Regions from separate parts of the Mus musculus genome. Here region 1 is linked to region 2. The links are chromatin contacts, called in public Hi-C maps. All regions are on one chromosome and are shown on one strand. Each heading gives the region's core, a stretch centred on a gene start, on an enhancer-like site or on the middle of the called end of the contact. The rest is flanking DNA. Distances are from core to core; before and after follow the strand shown.

Region 1 (4,193 bases), core at 1,350-3,849, 230 kb after region 2:
GCTCTGTGTGTGTGTGTGTGTTGTGTGTATGTGTGTGTGTATGGATCAGTGCAAATTCTTTTTTTAAAAAGCTTTATTTTTATGTTGTGTGTATGGTTATTCAGCCTGCACGTGTTCCTGTATATCACATTTGTGCAGTACCTAAGGAAGCCAGGAAAGGGAATTAGATCACCTAGGACTGGAATTAAAGGTGGTTGTGAGCTACCTTGTGGATACTGGGAATAGAGCCTGGGTTTTCTAGAAGAGCAGTCAGTGCTCTTACCTGCTAAGCTACCTCTCCAGCCCCAATGTACTAGCATCCAGCTACCCCACTGTTTTTTCCTGTACTGTGTCTACCTCTTTCTGGTCCCTTCTTCCGAGTTACCTATCATACTATCTCCCATTACCCTCTCTTCCCTTTCTTCCCCTCCATAGTCTCCTTTCTACTTTTCTGTCTCTCTCACACACACATACACCTAGATTACTGTGAAAGAGAGCTTGTTTCTCAAGGTCTGATGATGGACTATCAGTCGGTCAGCTTTCAAGGTGGCTATGCAAATATAGACCCTGGACTTCATACACTTTGCCCTTTCGATTCTGGCTTCTGAGTTTATATTTGAGATTCCTATAATCCTCAAGCTGTAAAGGTGGAAAACCCTTACTCTTCTTAGCCTTGTGTTCTTAGATGCACGTCACGAGAAACACCATTTTCTAATTGCCCTGTAACTCTCAGCGAGAATTTGATGACTTACTGTTACAGGGGTGACTATAGGTAGTGAGACCCATCCCCCCCCCTGTTCCATACCCCCCAAGTCAAGCCCAGCATGCAGCAGGAGCTCAAAAATGGGGAGCCATGAAAATTTTATATCCATTTTATCACAGCTATATTTAAATTTATTCTCAGAGCCAGCACTTGATAACTGGGTTCACTGACAGCCAGGGACTTCAAAGCCAACTTTGGTTTTGTGTTTTTTTACCTTGCCAGTCTTCAAGTCATTGTTGTATTTTATTTTAAAATGTTCTCATTCTTTCTTGTGCCAGCTGAGCTCATAGAAAACAAGGAGCTGGGGTTTGACCCCTTACTTGGGCTGCAGGTACGCAAGGTGGTGTCTATGGTAGCAGAAGGCCAGGAGTGCTTTGAGGGTTTCAGCTTTCCCTAGTCAGTTCTTTGTGCTCGTGGCTCTTAAAGAGTTTGGAGTCTCTTTCTGCCCAGGAGAGCAGACACCAGGGAGAACTATGAAAGCCTCACACTCCAGCTTTTGTCCTTAACACTAGGATTAAACAAAAGCCAACCATCAAGGGGAACAAAATTATGTCTGGTGTGTTTTCTCTGGCTGTCTTTGGGGGCCATTTTCTTATCTGCTGCAGAATTCGGGAAAGCCCTGGGGAGAGGGGGCAGGAAAGCCCTTGGGTGTGTGTAAGGCTATGAATGGTGGCGCTTGGGCTCACCCTTTCTCATGGAAACAAGACGGTTGTGTGGCCAGGTTTGCCTTTTCTGCAATATGGACGTGCTACCAAATCAGCACACCAGCTTACGGTTTCGCTGAACGCTGTCCTTGCTTTGGGGAGCAGGAAGAATGAGAAGGAGGAAAGGAAACTGAGTCGGATGAGAAGACAAAATGCGAATTTGGTTTAGTCTGTGTTGGGGTGTGAGATGAGTGCCTGTTGTGCGTGTGATCTGCAGGTCATCAGTCCAGTGCTTCTCCTGCCCCTGTTTGTCAGGCAGAGAGCATCCCATGTACATGAGTTCTATTTCATTTTAAGCTTCATTAGCAGGGGAATACACTTAGGCATCTGGGTGCTCTCTTAGTCAGGGTTACCGCAGTTTGATCTGCAAGGCTAGGTTCATTCCATTTTAATATTCTTTAAAAACATTTTTTTCCTCCTAACTTGTGTATTTGACAGTATTCATCTACATTTAAAGATAAATTTATTTTGGAGTAAATGAAATGAACTCCTCTGTGGACATGGAAGGCCTGTCTTCACGTTGCAAGAGGGGAGAGGGGCAACTGAGCTGTGAACCTCTAGTCCAGCCACAGCTGGTACTTGGTGATGGGCATCTCATGAAGGCACTTGAGCCCTTCTCTGCAGAAGACAGACTCTCTAGGGCTGAAACCAACCTATCAGATAAGATGTTCTTTAGAACACCAGCCTGGTGTGGGAGGGATACAGCCTCTAGATGCAGTACGTGAAGGGTCGCAGCAAGAATATCCGTTTTAAGGTATTGGCGAAGGTAGCCTCAATTGTTGGTAAGCCTGTCTGTGACTGTTGTGCCTGTGTGAGTGGCCATGCTGAAGGATGTTGTGCACCGGGATCCCGAGGAGCTCCTGCTGGGTTTCAGCAGTGCCTATGCCTGTTTCTGTAGCTTAGAGGCTCTTTGAGCTTTGCGGATGATAACGCAGGCTCAAGCATCAGCGTCCGTAGCCTGCCTAATTCTTTGTAAGGTGATGCAGGTCCCTCTGTGTCCTGAGCCTGTTGCCTTGACTGTGATGGGAGAATCATAGTATTTTCCAGAAATGACAACTGGGTTGCAAGGCCCTCAGCCTATAGAGACTCAGCTTGGGAAAAGCGAGGCTTTGAGAGAGAGAGAAGAAAGAAAACAAAACAAAACAAAATTCACACAACCATCTTGCTTCAGTAGCCCACGACAGTGAGCCTCTGCTGCCCTCTGCTGTCTAAGTCTTGTGCTACATCTCATCTCTGTCTAGCATTCTTTTTTCTTAATTTAACTTTAAAAAAAATTTTTTTTTTGTCTTATAAATATGGGTATTTTTGCCTATGTGTATATCTGTGTGCAGATTGCGTCCCTCGATGCTGGCACAGGCCAGAACAGGGTATCAGAGCCCTTGGAACTAAATTACAGATGGTTGTGAAATGCCTTGTGGTGCTGAGAATCAAAACTGGGTCCTCTGGAAGAGCATTCAATGCTCTTAACCATTGAACTAAGGTACCCTGTTAGAAGTGTAAAGATGCTTCGATTGTCTAGATGTTCCCGTCCAGGCATAGGTTCCCTGCTTTCTTTCCTCCACTTGGGAGGGTGACTGTAGACCCAAGAACGGCTAAGTATGTTCAGTAAGGTCCTGGTGGCCTGGAGGAAAAATTCTGTCTGTAGTAACAAGGAACTGACTGAGGGCCTGAGCTAAGCCCCTCCTCCTCTCAGCTGTCACTCACCCCCCTCCCCCAGGTGAGTAGCTAGGTGAGCTGCTGAACTAAGCCCCTCCTCCTCTTAGCTGTCACTCACTCCCCCTGAGGTGGGCATTGAGCCGTGGGATTCAAGGAGAAGGATGAATCCTAAGGAAAGAGATCTTTGCTAGCAGGAGTGGATTTTTTACTAACTGGAAAGGTTTGCTAGATTTTATTTGTTTTTCGCGGGTGACTAATTTCAAATGAGACAAAGCAGTATGGTTAACAGCCCCACTCTTGATCATACACCCTTCATGTTCCGGGACATGTCTAAGGTCATTTGTGCAAAGTCTCTTCTGTATTAAGCATCAGAATAGTCACTGATAGTCTAGAGTGTAGAGAGAGGTGCCAGGCCTTGCCCTAGTGGGACTTACAGTCTGGTGAGAGAGACAAGTAAAAAATCAACCAATAGAGTCGGTACTTACTCCTCTGCAGAAACTTAGATGCCACACATAGATGTATGCTTCTGGGCTGGGGGGCCTCAAAGGTGAGACCCACAAAATTTGCAGGGTCTCCTTTATTGTGTTTACCCATTTGCTCACACAATAGTTGGGATGTTTTAGAACATGGGCATTGAAAAGAACAAACACACACACACACAAGTTAATAAAACAGAGAAACAACTCTTGGATCCCCATTAAAAAATAAATATAAAGGGCTTTTGTTTCTGTTTTCTCCCAGCTGGATGGATAAATCTTTTGGGAGGGGAGGTCTCTGGCCCCCAGAGGTGTTCAGGCAGTCAGATCAGCCCTGTTCTGGCTGCCACATGTTAGGTTTCAGCAGACAGCCTTGGTGATGTTTGTAAACCTCTGAACTGATTTTCTCAGATAAAGGAGGGAGACTGTGATTTATGCAGGTTCTGGAAGTGCTTCTGTGATTTGGATAAAGTTACTGGTAAACCCCATAATATGTGACCTTTCCTTAAGCCCCACCTCCTGTAAAGGCATCCATCCATCCATCCATCCATCCATCCATCCATCCCAAATGTACTCTATCCTCAGCGGCGTTACTTACACTCTAGAACTCGGTTC
Region 2 (4,485 bases), core at 1,217-3,716:
TTTGTAGACTGTCCTGCCTCAGACATGTCCTATATCAGCACTGGGCCCAGGGACATGTGTCTGGGCAGTTCACTGGGTTCTTTGGTGGTTGGAGAGACATGAATCTCCCAGGGTCTCTTCCACACAGCAGACATAAAGATGTGCTGCCCAGGTTGAGGGCTGGGACAGGGACTGCAGGAAGCTGGAAAAGGAGAGGAGAGTCCTCCTGGAGAGGTCCTGGAAGGAGCTTGGTGCTTCTGGTTCTAGAATTCTGGGCTCCAAAGCTCTCAACTGTGGTATCTTACCATGGATGCCTTCAGCAAGGAAACAGACCTCCATATGACTGAACCTTTCCAAACTAAGGACTTAGGTAAACAATACCAGCACAGGCAGTTACACAAAGACTTGTTCACCCGTGATTATAGCAGGTTCAATTGCTATAGGCCCAAACTGGAAATAAGCCAAGTGCCCAACAATTAAAAAGTGAATATACTCATTGTTACACATTCAACTGTGAAATACTATCTAGCCATGAATAGGACCAACCTGCAGGCAGGCACATGAGTAACATAAATGAATCTTAAAGACATTATACTGGGAGATAGAAGCCAAGGAGAAAATCTGAATGTAGAATAATTCCATCTGTGCAAAATTCTATAAAAGGGAAATTTAAGCTCTAGGAATGAAAGCTCAGAGAGCCTTTGGGGTAACGGGAACACCTATATCCGGATTGCAGCAGCAGCAGCGACAGAAGCCACACATTTTTAGAAACACTTCCAATGGTGCATTTTATTCTGTGTAAATCAGTGCTTAGTGCAGTTATCCTAAAGAGGGAGATCTGCCTGCTCAGGTCACAAGGGGCCGAAGCATCATTGTCTAAGTCCAAGTCTCGGGGCTCCTGAAATAAACATCTATTCCACTCCATTCTACTGAGCAGGCACATTGTGTGGACCCACTGTAACCCTGGGGAGCTTTTCTGGAAGATGTCCTTCATGGCTATTCTCCAGGGCAGATGGGTTTTCTCGGGGGGGGGGGCAGGCTGTGTGGAGGTAGATTAAGTGGTAGCTAAACTCAGGTATTGTTAGTTTACCAGGCCCCTAAGGGGAAAGAGGTTCGAATGCACATCCCTGGGGTACAGGTGACAAGGATGCCAATACTCCTGGCAAGGCTGTGTGCCATGTTTATAGTGAGCATCTGCTGGAGAGAGTGGCCTTGGACCATTGGGGGTGAGGCTTTTTTTTTCCTAGAATTTAAGAGTGCTTCCCCCACCCTTTACCCTCTGCCTATCAGGCCTTGGTGTCCACATCTACCAAAGAAACATCTTGCATTGGCTTTGAACTTTCATTGTAAAGACGTACTTAGGTAAAGTATGTCAAACGGTGACTGCAACCAAGATGAACGCCCAGGACAAGGATCTTATTGGTAACCTGAGTGATTGAAAAGACCATAGAGGATCCTTCTGGAAACAGAAGCTGGGAAGATGAACCCATCATCTATTTTCATCCTTCCTGGAAGGACAGAGCAGATGGGAGTCCTGGCAGATGCCATCTGTTTCTAAACACCGTTTCTGGCAGGGTGTGTCATGAAACAAAACCAAACATGCCTTTTTCCAATCTCAGAATGATGGAGCTCTACTTGGATAGGTCTTGTGAGGAAGGGTCCTAGGTGCCTGAGTGAAGAGGCAAAGCTGCAGTCTGGGTGGTGAAAGCATCCTGGGACAGAGAAGGATCTTACCCACTAAATCAATGCATGAGCTGAATCTAACATGTTAGCCTATTAAGAGAAGCCAATTGCCAGATATACTGTCTGTGTGCCCTTCTGCTCCCCCCAGCTAATGGAAGCCTTCCTTCAGCATCTTCAACAGGCTCTGGAGTGCTGCCAGAGGGCTTGGAGGGATCTTTGGCCCAATCACAGGCCCCTTGCAGAATTAATTTCTCCTTTCTTACTTTGTTTCATTTCCCCTCATCTTCCAAAGCAATGCATGTGCAAAACAATCACTAGCAGAGACCTGTATGTAACCAAAAGGGGGAAGCAGAGTTTCAGCACCTACCCCCACCAAGTGACTGCTCTGGGCTGCTTTCCTTGCCCAGTCCCACCCCCCCCCCCCGCCCCCTACCCCCAGTGCCCGTTGCTGTTTGTAGTCCTGCTCTTACATCCATGTGTGTCTGTGTTCATGTACAGCCATAGAACTTCCCAGCACAAAGAGAGCCGGACTGTAGCCAGCATTCTCCTTTTCACCAGGTGCCTTCCATGGCAGCACATGGAAATTCACTCCTCTCTCCCTCCAGGCTGCGACATGCTGGGTAATCTGCACAGGCTACAATTTGCTCAGCCATTGAGCATTTGGGGTGTTGCTGTCTCTCTTCAGTCTACAGAACATTGCTTTTCTGTTTGTGAAAGCTTCCAGGGAAGGCTGAGGGCTATCCAGCAGCAAGCTCCAGCCCTTCACAGCCTCTCAGGCACCATCCTTCCTCCACCCCACCGCCACTCTTAGCGACTCCCCTCTCAGCTCAGCCTCTCCTGCCCTTGTCCTTAATAGCATGTGACACTTGGCACAAGAGCTACCAAGCTGAGGAGGAGCTTAGTTCTATCCTTGATGCCTTTCTCTAAGTGCTCTTGTTAATGTTTCGTGATGGATGGCGGAGAAACCTGGGAAATGTACCAGCCTGGATTCTTAAAGTATCTGCGTGCACTGACTTAACGTATTCATTTATTCAGTGTGACAGCAGAGAGAGGAGTGCTGTGAGTGCAGAAACAAGCTTCAGAGGGGAGTGGGGAATAGAAGGGACAGGACTAGCTTCTATTAAGCCTCTCTTAGAGCCAAGCATCTTACCATTCACTGAGCATCGACCTGCCAGGTTGCTGTGAGTATCTCATTTGCATATGAGAAAATAGACATGAATCTGCAGACGACTATAGACACAGACGGACAGAATTGGTAGCAAAACCTACTCCCTCTATGGCTGTGAATTGGATAACATCAATAGCTAATGGTTATGCCTGTGTCCTGGGAGCCAGGCCCCATCCTGAGCTTCTTGTGGGTTCGAATATACTTGTACTTGTGTGAGGGAGTTGACCACAATGACCCCCATTTTACAGACCAGGAACAGAGGCTCAGAGCTTAAGTCACCCCTTAAGTGTGATAAACCCTTCTCTGGCAGGGCTGGGAGCTGAGTCTGGGGAGGCCGCTCCTGGACAGAGCCATCCCACCACCCCACATTTTGCCTAGAGACAATTCAAGGGTGACTAAAGACAAGGGTCAGCAGCCTTGTGCTCCTTTGGGACCCTGGCAGAGAAGGAAGAGAGCAGCAGCTCTCTTGATGCATCTGATAGAGCTGACAGGGGTCATTTTGAGAGACCTGGCTCAGGGTGGCTTTCCCTGCAGAGACTGGGCAGCGTCAACTCGGACTCTCCACATTGCACTCTTCTCAGCCCACAGCTTCAGGCCAGGTGTCTCTCTAAATAGCAAACAGAAATGACAAAACACAGAACCTTGACAGGGGCTGTCAGGACATCCCAGCCTATGAGGAGATGGAAGACTGCAGGTGGTTTGAGGCCAGAGTTGACAATGGAGATGAGCCATCCCCAGGAACACCTCAGGCTGGCTGGTGTGAGGACCTCTCAGGCACAGCTTTTATCAGTAGAGCAGCTAGCTAATCAAGTGTGAAACCAAGGCTTGTGGCCAGGGTGGCTGGCTGTGCTGAAGAAGCAAAAAGGAGGTCACCTGTGCTGAGAGGAAGGGAAACCATAGAGGTGGTTGTGGCAGAGCCTGGTAGGGCAAACCAGGGCTGCAAGTGCACACATTGGGGGGCTGCAGTGAATACAATCAGATGTGCTAGTGTGTCCTCCCTGGCTGTTGATGCAAAGTAAAGGCTGCTGGTAGAAGGAGGAGGAGTAGAAATAGGACAGTCTGGGGCTCCAGCATAACCCATGAACTCATCTGTAGGAGCACTGCTCCAAGGGAGACATGTCTCCTGGACACGTGTGATGGCTCATGTGACAGCTGCAGGTCTGAGATGTGAGTAGGATGTGTGAGCAGGTAGAGCCAATAGCGTTGTGATTTGGATGAAAGGTATTTGAGAAGGAAGAATCAGGCATACTATCCAATGCCACCGAAAGTGGACAGAAAATGGCAGAGGGGCAGGTCATGAGAAAGAAGGGGGACTCGAGAACTCTCTTGGCTTTGATCTAGTTGCCAGAACTTCTAGAAGTCCAAGTGGGACTATGGGAGAGGAACTTGGCGTGGCAGATGCAGGGGTCCAGCCTGAGGTGCAAGTTGAGAACGGTTGAAGCAGAGCATCTCCAGAGCTCACTGTGGCCTTCTAATAGACCTGGAAAGGCAGAAGAGCAGAATCAAGCGGCCAGAATTCCGTTTCTGTGAGTGCTCTTTGTGGTGAGAGTCTGATTCATTTCCACGTTACACTGCAGAGCAGCTAGAAGTCATTTCACGCATCTGGTTCACAAAAATTAAAGAACAAAACAGCAGCACCAACAAGAACCATCACC

What was found. Hi-C and Micro-C count contacts between places; a contact is called where the count stands out from the background.
Region 1: a contact with region 2 is called in a Hi-C map of cortical neurons, with 1.6 times the contacts expected there. The contact joins two enhancer-like sites. A contact is called at or near these places in 3 of 484 Hi-C or Micro-C datasets (cerebral cortex, cortical neurons and nephron progenitors) and 1 of 115 datasets of contacts at active chromatin or transcription factors (VIP interneurons).

What each region holds. Positions count from the first base shown.
Region 1 is chr7:49,423,617-49,427,809 of GRCm38.p6, forward strand. The region is part of intron 6 of Nav2 (neuron navigator 2); the gene reads left to right. Among named protein-coding and RNA genes, the nearest start is that of Gm51447, 13 kb to the right of the region's middle. Within about 2 kb of position 2,600, at least 8 of the 459 cell types and tissues checked have an H3K27ac peak or open chromatin away from gene starts, as enhancers often do. A contact at or near this core is called in cortical neurons, where this site is marked.
Region 2 is chr7:49,188,890-49,193,374 of GRCm38.p6, forward strand. It overlaps a transcript of Nav2 not described here. Among named protein-coding and RNA genes, the nearest start is that of 9130015G15Rik, 29 kb to the left of the region's middle. Within about 2 kb of position 2,467, at least 50 of the 459 cell types and tissues checked have an H3K27ac peak or open chromatin away from gene starts, as enhancers often do. A contact at or near this core is called in cortical neurons, where this site is marked.